2 separate regions of the Rattus norvegicus genome follow, and region 1 is linked to region 2. The links are chromatin contacts, called in public Hi-C maps. All regions are on one chromosome and are shown on one strand. Each heading gives the region's core, a stretch centred on a gene start, on an enhancer-like site or on the middle of the called end of the contact. The rest is flanking DNA. Distances are from core to core; before and after follow the strand shown.

The links. Hi-C and Micro-C count contacts between places; a contact is called where the count stands out from the background.
Region 1: a contact with region 2 is called in a Hi-C map of the A7r5 cell line, with 4 times the contacts expected there. The contact joins two enhancer-like sites. A contact is called at or near these places in 6 of 12 Hi-C or Micro-C datasets (the A7r5 cell line, the Rat2 cell line, hepatocytes and 3 more).

The regions. Positions count from the first base shown.
Region 1 is chr7:130,138,143-130,144,530 of GRCr8, reverse strand. LOC102547634 (a long non-coding RNA gene) reads left to right here. Exons shown (of 4, transcript XR_355981.5): 4 at 6,235-6,388. Among named protein-coding and RNA genes, the nearest start is that of Slc38a4, 59 kb to the right of the region's middle. Within about 2 kb of position 1,765, at least 5 of the 93 cell types and tissues checked have an H3K27ac peak or open chromatin away from gene starts, as enhancers often do. A contact at or near this core is called in the A7r5 cell line, where this site is marked.
Region 2 is chr7:129,996,561-130,003,161 of GRCr8, reverse strand. It overlaps LOC108351545 (a long non-coding RNA gene), which reads right to left. Exons shown (of 6, transcript XR_010053062.1): 4 at 2,651-2,846. Among named protein-coding and RNA genes, the nearest start is that of Slc38a4, 82 kb to the left of the region's middle. Within about 2 kb of position 1,926, at least 7 of the 93 cell types and tissues checked have an H3K27ac peak or open chromatin away from gene starts, as enhancers often do. A contact at or near this core is called in the A7r5 cell line, where this site is marked.

The sequences.
Region 1 (6,388 bases), core at 516-3,015, 140 kb before region 2:
TTAATGCCAATACTCCTCAAATTTTTCTTCAAAATGGAAGCTGAAGGAGCATTGTCTATTTCTTTTTATAAGGCTATAATTATCCTTATACCTAAAATGCACAAAGAAGAAAGAAAAGTACAAACCAATATGCTTTATAAACATTGAAGCAAAAAACTCAGTAAAATACTTGCAAGCCAAATACAAGAACACATCAAAGGTTATCCACTATGATTAAGTTTGCTTTGTCCCAGAGATACACAGGTGGTTCAGCATATATAAACCTATAAATGTAATCTGTAATCTGCCATATAGATAGACTGAAAGACAAAACTACATGATCGTCTCATTAGATGCAGTAAAGGCCTTGACAAAAGCCAACATCCCATTATAATGAAAGTCCTGAAGAGAATAGGAATACAAGGGAAATGACTCAATATAATAAAGGCAATATACAACAAACCTACAGCCAACATCAGGCTAAAAAAAAGAAGAAACTCAAAGCATGCCTACTAAAGTCAGGAACAAGACAACACATTCAGTATAGTACTTGCAGTCTTAGCTAGAACACTAGAATAACAAGGAGATCAAGGGGTTACGAATTCTTTCTGTCTCTCTTTCTTCCTTCCTTTCTTTCTTCCTTCCTTTCTTTCTTTCTGTCTTTCTTTCTCTGTTTTGAGACATTTTTCTCTGTGTAGCCCTGGCTGCCCTGGAATATAGGCCATGCTGGCTTCAAAGTCAAAGATCAGCCTTCCTCTGCTTCCTGAGTGCTGGATTAAAAGTGTGCACCATCTCTTAGCCTACAAATAACTTTATTTGCATATGACATGATTTTGTATATGAGACATCAAAACTCCACCAAGAAACTTCTACCACTGATAAACACTTTTCAGCAAATTAGCAATTAGATAACAAAATCAACTCAAAAACCAGTAGCCTTCTTATATACAAATGGCAAATGGACTGAGGGAGAAATCATGGGAAAAACACCTCTCAACAATATTTTGTTGTAGCCCTAACCAAACAATTGAAAGACCTGGATATTAAAAACATTAAGGCATTTGAAGAAGATACCAGAAGATGGAGGCATCCCCCATGCTCATGGGTTGGTAGGATTAATACAGTGGAGATGTCCCACCATAAGCTATCTACAGATTTGATGCAATCCCTATCAAAAGTCCAATACAATTCTTCACAGAAATTGAAAGGACTATTTTCAGCTTGAATGAATGATGCTGGGCTGCATGTAGAAGAATGTAAACATCCATTCTTCCCACCCTGCACAAAAATGCAACTCCACATGGGTCAAGGATCCTGAACCTTGTAGAAGAGAAAGTGGGAAATACTCTTGAACTCATCGACGCAGAGAAAGACCTTCTGAGCAGACCACTGATAACACGGGCACTAAGACAACAGTAAGTGGGACATCAGGAGACCGAGAAGCTCTAAGTCAAAGGATACCATCATTCCAACAAACTGGCAGGTTATAGAATGAGAATACATCCTTACCAATGATATATCTGATAGGGTTAATATCCAAAATAAATTAAAAAAAATCTAGACGCCAAGAAAACAACCCGATTTTAAAAGGGGCCCAGAAGTAAACAGAGAGGTCTCAAAAAGATGAGACACAAATGGCTGAGAAGCACTTAAGGAAATGTTCAACATCCTTAGTCATCTGGGAATGCAAATCAAAACAACTCTGAGATTCCACCTCACACCAGTCAGAACAGCCAAGATAATAAAACAAATGACAGCTCATGCTGGCAGGGATGTGGAACAAAGCAATACTCATACCCATTGCTGGTGGGAGTGCAGGCTTGTATATCCACCACGGAACTCAATGTGGTGGTTCCTGAGGAAGCTTGGAATATATTTACTCACGATCCAGCTGTCCCACTCGTGGGCACGCACCCAAGGGACTCGACATCCTATGTCACAGACACTTGGACATCCATGTTCATGGCTGCTCTTGATTACAGCCAGAAATCTGAAACAGTCTCGATGTCCCAGCAGAGGAGTGGACAATAAAAACGTGTTATGCTTTCACAATAGAACATCAATCAGCTTTATAAACAAAATCATGAGATTAAAATAAAAAAAGCAAAATCACAGTCAATTAATGAAGCTAGAAAAGAAATCGTCCTAAATCCAAAAAGACAAACATGGCCTGTGCGTTCTTATATGCAATGTTAGCTTTTAAGCCTTCAACAGTTATGCTTCAATCTGTATAACCACAGAGGTTAGGTAGGGTAGGGGACAAGGGGAGGAGAGGAACGAAGAGGAAGCAGAATAGTTAAGAGACAGGGAAGACTGGGATGGGAGGATTCAAAAGACAAGGGGTAGGAGAACGTGGGTAAGGGAGGGGAAAGGAGGGACAGCTAACACTAAGGGCCATTTGCCAGGCCAAATGGAGACATAACACAGTAAAAAACTATTCAAAACTTGTACCTACATGAAAAAACATAGGTGTAGCCAGCAAACAAAGGTGGAGACAAAGCCCCCGCTAGATATCTTTTGCTACAAAAGTGTGAGAGACCTCGGAACACTCAGTTCTAAACTGAACGTCTTCATCAACTGGACACTATTCAGAGAGTAGGAGACCTTGAAACACTCAGTCGTAAATGGGATGTCTTCATCAAACCCCTCTCCTCGGGGCTCAGGGAACTATCCAGAAGAGGAGTTGGAAAGACTGTAAAAGCTGAAAAAGATGAATGATACCAAGGATATTGTGTCTTCCAGATGCAACAGGGCCGACACATGAACTCACAGGCACTGTGACAGCATGCACAGGGCCGCACAGGTCCAAACCAGACAAAGCCCCTGTGGTGAGACTGGAGAGTAGACATGAACCCCCATCACTAATAAAGAAGCTATCCTCCCCTGACATCTACTTATACGGGAAAATTTGTTTTCTCCAATGGAGTCTCATTTGTTTTCTCCAATGGAGTCTCGCTGGGCACACAAACCACGCTGGAGGTCAGGCCCCATGCCCAGCAGTGGATGCCCAGCAGGAGACCAGCTCAGCGGCCTCTCAGGTGGTTGTTTTGTTTTGTAATGCGTCTTTGGGCATCTTTGGTGTGGTCTCTTGCAGGTGTGTTATGGTCTCTGATTACGTACTTTTACAAGTTTCACTTTGTGTTCTTTTGTGTGTTTCTTAGGCTTTTTCTTTCTTTTAATTAACTAATTATTTTTTTGTCTGTCTGTTTTCTTTTTTTTTTTTTTTGGTTCTTTTTTTCTGGAGCTGGGGACTGAACCCAGGGCCTTGCGCTTCCTAGGCAAGCGCTCTACCACTGAGCTAAATCCCCAACCCCGCCTGTCTGTTTTCTAAAGAGAGAGAGAGAGAGAGAGAGAGAGAGAGAGAGAGAGAAGGAGTGGAGTTGGGTGGCTGAAGAGCTGGAAGGACCTTGGAGAAGAGGGAGGGAAACACTCAGGATATATTGTATGAAAAAATTATTTAAAAAAAAACTCTACGCAAAGGGAATGCAGAAGACGAAGCTTCTGTGATTGTTAAGGATAAACCCCGCTCTCCTTCCTAGATGGGAGGAAGGTGTGCTCAAGGCGGGACCTCACCATCAAAATTTAGGCAAAGGGTGTGTGAATAATGAATAAGCTTATACAGCTAGCTTTATCTAATTTTTATAGGTGTGTAAATTAAATCCCGTGTATTTTAAAGTAGCAAGAATATCTCTTACATCGAAAAAGAATCCGTGTTTTATTCCTTTGGGGGAGTAGTCTTGAAAACTGCCCGTTCTTTCAAATTCCCTTGGCCCTTAGTACAATAGGAATTAAGCACACTAGTCATCAGATACATTTGTTGAACTGTTCTACTTAGGAAACGTGGCTTTTTTCAAATTATTTTCTGAGGGAAAGGATTTCTATAACTGGAATTTCTTCTCTGTTTACTTCTGTTTAAAACCAAAACAAATCATTCCGTTATCAGGAGATATAACAAGTAAATTTTACTGCTACCCATTACAAATAAGTAAAACCCTCTCCCAAGTATCCCTGAGTAGTAGTGCATGAAATTGTCAAAGAAGCAGCCGGTGTTGATATTGTCCCCATGACTGGCGTAGAAGTGGAGACAGAGAGAGACTAAGCAGCTGGCTTGAACTCCCTTGGTTCCTCCTGAGTGACCGCTTGGACCTGAACCCATGCACTACGGTTGCACACGATCTTAAGCAACTCCACAGTCACTGGCCAAGGCTGTCCTGGTACCCAGTCAGCTCAGAACCTGTGTTGTTCATACTTGAATGAATAGTGAGAGTTACATGTGCCCGGTAGTCCACCAACCCTATTCCAGGTCTGATTCATGAATGCCTGCGAACACAGTGTGGGCGTGCTTGCACACACACGCAATGTTTGGTCCCGAGTCAATTACCCCAAAGTATAGCTTGTGTTTGAAGGCTGAGTTTTGCCAAATTCCTTGCATCTGTAATAACAAGGCCTGGGATGCTTTGTTAAGCCTCCCGGCTCACTCCTCCCAACCTCCCCAATCCCTCACCACGTAAGTGGATGACGCTGCCCCAATGTCTCGTTTCTAGTTGCCCACCAAGTCCTAACTGTCATCACTTCTGCATCAAAAAGACCTTTATGCTATCTCCTCGTTCTTCCGGATCTGCTGTACACTGATTCTATGTGCGTCTTTCCAAACCGCCGTACCGAGCATCACATTAAAACATTGTTCGTGGGACTGGAGCGATGGCTCAGCAGGTAACAACAGTGCTTGCCGCTCAAACAAGAGGACCTGAGTTTGGATTTGAGCATGAGGTAAAAAGCAAGGTGTGGCTGGGTGCTTGTCACCCAAGTGCTTTGCGGGGACGAAGCCGGGGAAGTAGGGTCATCGGGCTCACTGGCGGCAACTAGTTCCAGGTTTCACGAGAAACCTGGTGGAGAGTAACAGAAGTGGACACTGCCCTGTGCATGTGCTCACGGATCCACACGTGTGTGCAGACACCCCCACACCATGCCACCCCACACCATACCAAATAAAAACAGATTTTTCTGCATTGGCCTCTACAAACTCAATGCTGTTCTGTTTGGATGGTGTCCCTGAATCGTTTTTATCCCTGCCCATCTTTGGTCTTGTTCACCATAAACACTTGCCATCCCCGGTGATCTGGAACAGTCTCAGCCCCTGCTCCTAGCTCCCACTGCTGAGCTCTTGTTTGTGCCAGTGCGTGAGCCACAAGGCCCTACTTGAGCTTTCCTGTCGGTCAGCACCAGCGATGCTTTGAACATCTGCCCCAGCCAAACAAAACACTTGTTGAAATTTAGTTGTCAGCGTGAGTGTAATGGGTAGAGACACGAGAATGCGGGTCAGGCCTCGCCATGTGTTTAATGTTATAAAGGGTTTAAGATGCCCAGGGTGTTGTTCACATTCTCTCTCTCTCTCTCTCTCTCTCTCTCTCTCTCTCTCTCTCTCCCCCCCCTCCCCCCAGTGCTGATGTAGAATAAAGGTTTTCGCTTGCCAGATGCTGATGTCTTCATCTTTTTAGGCTCTAGAGCTGAGAGGAAATGAATTTTTGTCCTTTATAAATCACCCAGTTTCAGGCATTAAAAAAAAAAAAAAAACAAAAAACAAAAAGCCCAAAAACCAGCAGCTCTGAACGGATTCAGACTGTGTCGAACATGTGTTCCAGATTTGCCCAAAGACCTTCCCAAAGCTCTCCCTGACACTGACAGCCTCACTCCCATCTCTGGGAGGATGGCTGCCTCCTCTTACACTGTTCCTGAGATGCTAACTGCACAGCGTAGCCTACGTTTGCACTTTTCATCTCCCCAGCCGCCCAGATAGCACCTAGCACACAGCAGGTGCCCCACAGATGCTGCGGGGAAAACTTGAGGAAAACTAAGTCCAAACCTCTTGGAACAACTGCACCGCCGTCCCTCAGCGCGTCCACTTTCTGACCCACTCTGCTTCCTTTTCCACTGTTTTATCCCTACATCCTTGTCCAACACTTGTCCCCAACCCCAGCTTGATGATGGAGGGTCTTGGGTTACTCCCACAATGCACTTGGGATCTGCCGAAAGTGAAGGACAGGAAGGAATCTGCTCCTGTTGGGGGAATTCGGAGCTCTACAGGCGTGAACATGCGTTTTCTATGTTCCCGATGCAGGAAAAGTTTCTCCTAACTGGACACTGCAAAGGTTGAATTCTCTATATTTTCCTGTAGATGTTAGTGTTACATTTGGATGCGTTTGAATTCCCCCACGCGTGCAGCATAAAGACAGGAGCTGCTTTGTCCTCTTGCAGGCAGACGCCCACTGTCCATCCGTTGAGAAGACTTCCATCTGCCGGGGTGCGGTGTGCCCTGGGGAGGAGGCTGAGTAACCGGCACAGTGTATACTTGGATAATGACAGTGAGCTAACCTTTCCTCAGAACTCCATGGAACCACGACACTCAAAG
Region 2 (6,601 bases), core at 677-3,176:
ATAGAGCAGCAACATGAGCCTATGATCTGTAACTCCATTGTGAGCTCTTTCTGTCTGTTCTCCCCTGTCCTAACAATCCTAGACATACACCACATTGGTGACACTCCCAGGCCATGGCCCTGATTTGTTGGGAGCACGAAATTCCTTGTGCCGACAGATCCTCAGGGAAGCCAGGAGTGCTAAGCTCATGGAATTGTCTTCTACAAAGGAAAGAATGTAAACCCCATTCTTCCATCCAGAGGGCTGGGCATTGTGGGTAATTAACAGCCTGGCAATCTGTGTTATCTCTTGGGCCTGGTCTTATCAAGCTCTCACAACCAGAACCACGGTTAGCTAGTCTAAACAACCTTCACATTGCCGGTACAGCCAGGGGCTCCCTAAAAGTCTGAACTACCCTTACTTTATCTGTATAGCTCCCCTGAACTCCCACAACCAGGACCTTGATGCTATCTATCTGTGTGAACGAGACCAAGCCAGATCTTTCCTTAGGCTCTGAAATCTCTAGAGCCCATCTTCTTGGAACAAATGGCATGGTCTCTGAGTGCCGATGTAATTATGCCTCCTTGTGCACAGGGGGCTGTATTACACCAGAAAACCTTTTCCCCCCAGTCGGTACCAGGTTTAAGTATGCTTGCAATAAATCACCTGGTGTGAGAGACTCAGTCTAAGACAGGCTGAGTTTTCATTTTCAACTCTTCACAGATCATTTCACTGCTGGCTGTGACACCTGGAGGGATGCCTCCCCCAACCCCCTACCCCCTCACACTGATTATGTCATTGCTGTGATTAAAAAATGTTCAAAAGCTACCTGTGTTCTTTGAAGACATACTTAGAGTTTTCTATGGCAACATTTAAGACTAGATCTTGGGGCCAGAAGGACGGCTCAGTGGTTAATAGTACTGCCTGCTCTTGAAGAGGCCTGGGTTTCATTCCCAGCAAACGCATGACAGCTCATAGTCACCTGTGATTCCAGTTCCAAGGGGTTTGATGACCTCTTCTGGCCTCCTCAGGAACTGGCCAATCCACAGTATGTATTTATGTACACACACACACACACACACACACACACACACACACACATACACACACACATATGATTAGTTCTGCTTGATTTTATCTCGCACTATGAAGTCTCGATCCTATTTCTCCACTCTACATTCTCTCCATTTAAATATGGTTGGTTTGATGAAAAATAACTGCAATTTTCAGACTAATTCTTGCCACGTTGCCACGTTTTTCTTTTGTAGGGTTTCCTGGTCATCTGGAGTTGAACAGCATGGGACAAGCCTCCGTTTAACAAGTTGGTGTTGCGGCAATTTCTTACTGCGTTTAGAGAAAAACCAGTGTCTTTCCGAGGGTGTGTACAGTCAGCCTCAAAGGCTGATGCTTTCTTCCATCGCCACGCCCTGTGCGCCTCCCTCACCTCGTTTAGGGGCTGGATTTCGTGACCCACTTTTAATAGCTTTTAATAGCTTCAGTGCAAACGAGGAGGAATTACTTCTATGAGTCGGTTATAAAAAGACTGCACCTTCTAACTCTGGGAGCTCTCCCAGTTGCTCTTGCTCTGGGAAGCACGCTGCCATGCTATAAAAAAAAAAAAAAAAAAAAACTTTTGGAGAGACGTATGTGGCAAGAGAAATGATACCTCTGTCAGACAGACAGACGGCAAAGACCCGAGGCCTGCCAAAAGCCCTGAGATTGATTTAACGTCAGCCACCTTCACTTCAGCCTTAGGGGACCCTGAACCTAAAGCACCCACTACTTAGATCCCTCCTTGCGAAACGGAGGGGGTAGAATTGATTGTTTTGAGCTGTGAACCCGGAGGGCAGATTTGTCACTCAGTGGTGGATGAGCGGGCCCAGTAGGAGGACCTTTACTTTAATCTTCATGACTTAGCTTACAGTTCTATGAGTCAGTCGGGTTATTGTCTTGGCACGGGCGAGTTCTTTTCTGATCCTCCCTGAGCGCTTTAGGGATCTGCGGCAAACTATTGATTTTGAGGGTGACTTTACGACCCTGGATGGCTCTATGCACACCTAACGGCTAGTGCTCGCTGGCTAGTGGTCACCACCCCACCCCAGTCATCTGACACCTTCAACAACTTTAACATGGTGGTTCCTGTTCTCCTGGGGTGTGTCTTGGTGTTGCCAACACAGCGAGAAGGGGAGCACCAACATAGAAATGCTCTGCCAGCTCCTGCTTATACCTGGGCTGCTGACGGCCTATTTGTCAAAGTGAGTCACATGACCAACACAGACTCAAAGTGTGGGGATACATACTAACCCTCATTAAAGGGGGATATGCTATGTCACACTATACAAATGAAGAGAATGAGGGGGAAATTTGGGGGGTTCGTTTAAATAATCTACCATACAGAGAAAATCTGAAGAAAATAACAAATAGTGTTTCATATTTCCTTCTATTTCCTAAGACAATCCAAGTATCCCCAAGCACTTAAGAATAAACTGGGAAGGGCCCATAGAAAAGGAAACCAGGCTGCTCGTCTGTCCTAAGTGTGTGCAGGTCTCCTGGTGATTCATCACTCAGCTTTAGTGCTGACAGGAGCTTGTGGAGGGAGCTGGGAGCCTCTGTGACTCTCTCGGGAACCATACGTGCTGTCCTCACTTCCTCTCAGGTTTTACATTGTTACCTGATCAGTTTTCTCTTCTGGCTTCTTGTTCAACCTCTCAGGTGCTCACACGGGTTCCCCGTCAGTCCTCTCCACGTGACCAGGCTGGCTTCCACTCTACGCAGCGGCATCTCTGTTTCATATCCATGACTACTGGGACAGTAGGTTCCAGCCACCTCTAGAGGAGCGGACCAATGAAATAGTTTTTCAACTCACCCTAAGGGGCAGGGTGGGGGAGGGGAGGGAAGAAGCAACATAAGTGACATTCAATATATTTCTCTAACCTTGTAAAGGCAAGGTTTCCTTTAACTCTCCACCCCCAGCCCCCTTTCTAAATACTTATTTATTTTACGTGCGTGTGTGTGTGTGTGTGTGTGTGTGTGTGTGTGTGTGTGTGTTGTGTGAGAGTGCGTGCTCGGGCTGGAGAGATGGCTCAGCAGTTAAGGGCACTGACTGCTCTTCCAGAGGTCCTGAGTTCAAATCCCAGCAACCACATGGTGGCTCACAGCCATCTGTAATGAGATCCGATGCCCTCTGCTGGTGTGTCTGGAGATGGCTACAGTGTACTCATACACATAAATCTTTAAAGAAAATGAAAATAGCGTGTGTGTGCGTCTCGTCTGCAAGTGTGTCTGTGTACTACTTGTATGCCTGGTGAGTGAAAAGGCAAGAAGACACCGTCAGAACCTCCTGGAAATCACTAGTGACTGTAAGCCACCATGAGGATGCTGAGAACTGAGCCTGGGTCCTCTGCAAGAATGGTAAATACCTTTAACTTTAGCCCTGCAGAAAGACTCTTATAGGATATCCACATAGGTCACACTGTATAAGCAAGACGGTAAACATATAGATTAAATAGAATCTGTAAAACAAAAATGATATGGAATCCAACATAATAGCTATGTTTTGGATAATGTATGCTGCATATTTTATAAGCTTGTTATGTGCCGGACTTTTGTGTGCTGTTTAATTACAAAATGCAAGATAAAGTGTTTGTACACTTCCAGAAGGTGACGCCTAGCTGGTAGTTTCTTGTTCATCAGTCCACATCTGCTTCTAATACCTTACCAAAGCCACCAGCATTCCCTAGGACACTGCAGACCTTTGAAGGACCCAGCCTTCCTCCCTCACCCCATCCCTTCGTGTCAGTTGCCAATGCCAAAGGGCATTCTCTACCCGGGAACCCTCTGGTTACGCTGGCCTGGGCATCAGGTAGGAGAGCTTCATTCTCCTCCCTGTTCTCCACTGCAGATTCCTCAGTGTCACCCGGGCCCTGCAGCAGGCCACCTGCGCAAACCTGGCTTCCCTCTCTGACTTCACTCCCTGTGGGATCAGCAGATTCCCCTGGCAGAAGCAGCTCTCCTCCTTCCTGTGGACCCTCGCCCCCTCCTAGTCTATCCTCAGTCCTTCCCATCAGTTCCTAATACCTAGAAACAGATTCTACCCCAGATCCCCAGAGCCCACGCCTGCCAGGGACTCAGAAGCACTCTGTCCAAGGCAATCCACACCAACACTAAGACCAGGGACAGCAACGGGAACCAAAGAACACCTAAGCATGGAGACGTGTGTGTGTGTGTGTGTGTGTGTGTGTGTGTGTGTGTGTGTGTAATGTGTGTGTATGTGTGTGTATGTGTGTATGTAGAGTGTGTGTGTGGTGTGTGTGTATGTGTATGATGTATACAATGTATACAGTGTATACAATGTATATAATGTAGATGATGTTTACAATGTGTATGTATATGTGTATATGTACATGTACATGTATATGTATATATCCAGAATTACAATCATCCCAAACTGAGGTTCCTGGACACCAGCATAAAAACACAATAATATCCAGGACATTGTGGCTCCACCGGAACCCAGAAGCCCCATTAATGAGGACCCAAGAAATGTAATGGAACTGACAAGACAAGACCTTCAAAGCATCTATTATGAACATGTTCAAGGTCTTTAAAAGGGATACGGTGAAAACACAGACGCGTACTGGAATGAAATGAAGGAAGCCACTCAAGACACGGAAGCAGAAATAGACTCACTGAAGGAAACCAAACCTTGGGGAAACTGGGCGTGAAAACTTTAGGAAGGAAAAAATAGAGCAAAGCCCCACCAGCAGAAATCGAAAGATGTCAAGGAGGGTTGGGCACAGCAGACAAGATGGACGAAATGGACAGCCCAGTTGTGTTAGTCAGGGTTTACTGCTGTGAACAGACACCATGACCAAGGCAACTCTTACAAGGACAACATTTCATTGGGGCTGGCTTACAGATTCAAAGGGTCAGTCCATTATCATCAAGGTGGGAACATGGCAGTATACAGGCAGGCATGGTGCAGGAGGAGCTGAGAGTTCTACATCTTCATCTAAGGCTGCTATCTGAATACTAGGATGAGGGTCTTAAAGCCCAAGCCCACAGTGACACACCTACTCCAACAGGGCCACACCCCCTCATAGCGCCACTCCCTGGGCTGAGCATAAACAAACCATAACACCAGTCAAAGAAAATCTTAAATTAAAAAAAAAAAACAAAAACAAACCAGATACTCAGGAAATCTGAGACAGTATGAAAAAGACCAGTTCTATGAATACTAGGAATAAAGAAAGAAGAAACCCAACTAAAAGGCACAGAAAACATCTTCAACAAAATCATAGATAGAAAACACAACTAACCTAAAGGAGGAGGCACCTATCAAAGTACAAAAACATACAGAACACCAGGAAGAAAGTCACCCAGCACATTATAATCAATTAAATGTACAGGGCAGAGAAGGACTATTAAAGGCTCAAGGGAAAAGGACCAAGCAACATGTAAAGGCAAACCCATTAGAATAACACTTGACTTCTGAATGGAGACTCTAAGACCCAGAAGTGTCTGAAGAGGTGCTCTACAAACTCTGAGAGACCACAGATGCCAGCCCAGACCACTATACCCAGTCAAACTATCAATCACAATAGATAGTAAAAGAAAACCATTCCACGAGAAAAGCCAAATTCAAGTAGTATCTATCCACAAGTCCAGCTCTACAGAGAGCACTGGAAAGCTTCGATCCAGGAAGCTTGCCATATCCAAGAAAAAGGGGAATAAGTAATCCCCGGCCAGCAAGTCAAAAGAGAAAACTCGAAGCGTAACAACCAAATAGCAGGAAGCGGTAAACACTTCTCATTGATAACTCTTAACATCAATGGTCTTAATTCCCCCCAACAAAAAGACACAGACTAACAGAAGAGATTTGAAAACAGGATCCATCCTTCTACTACCTAAGAACCACACTTTAACATCAAGGACAGACATCACCCCAGGGTAAAAGAATGAAAAAAGATGTGCTTTGTCTGGACACTTTTTCCTTACAGATATTTTGCTTATACATTATTGCTTCTGATTTTATCTTACGGACCCTCTGTGTGTGCAAATGTGTGTGTGCAAATGTGTGTGTCAGCATCTGTTTGCATTTCTCATGCTTTTCTTTTATGTGTTTGTTTTATCCTATTCTGACTTCTTTGTTTTTGTTTTGATCTAAATTTAATTTACTATTATCATTATTTTTTCATGCTTGTGTTCTAAGGAGAGAGGCGGGTGTGAATTTGGATGGGTGAAACATAAGGATGACCTGGGAAGATTCGAGAGAGGGGAAACCTTAATCAGAATATACTGCATGAAAAAAAATCTATTTTCAATTTTTTAAAGGTCATGGAGCTAATATTGTATAAAAAAAAAACCCCAATATCACAGAGAACCGTTCTTGTTTTCCACAACTGTACAATGTTTTGTCTCAGATTCCGTTTTAAGGAGGGGGGATCTGGTTCTCCGGATCCGGAGCTTGCCCAGGCTCACTCAGCCAGCAAATGACATAATCAGAAACATATTCTCCTCTCACGCCAAATCACATCCCTTGCATCTACTTCATGGCATTCCATTACAGTCGCTTTCCCTGCAGCCCCTCACAGCCGTTTTATTTCTTATGTATGGAAAACAC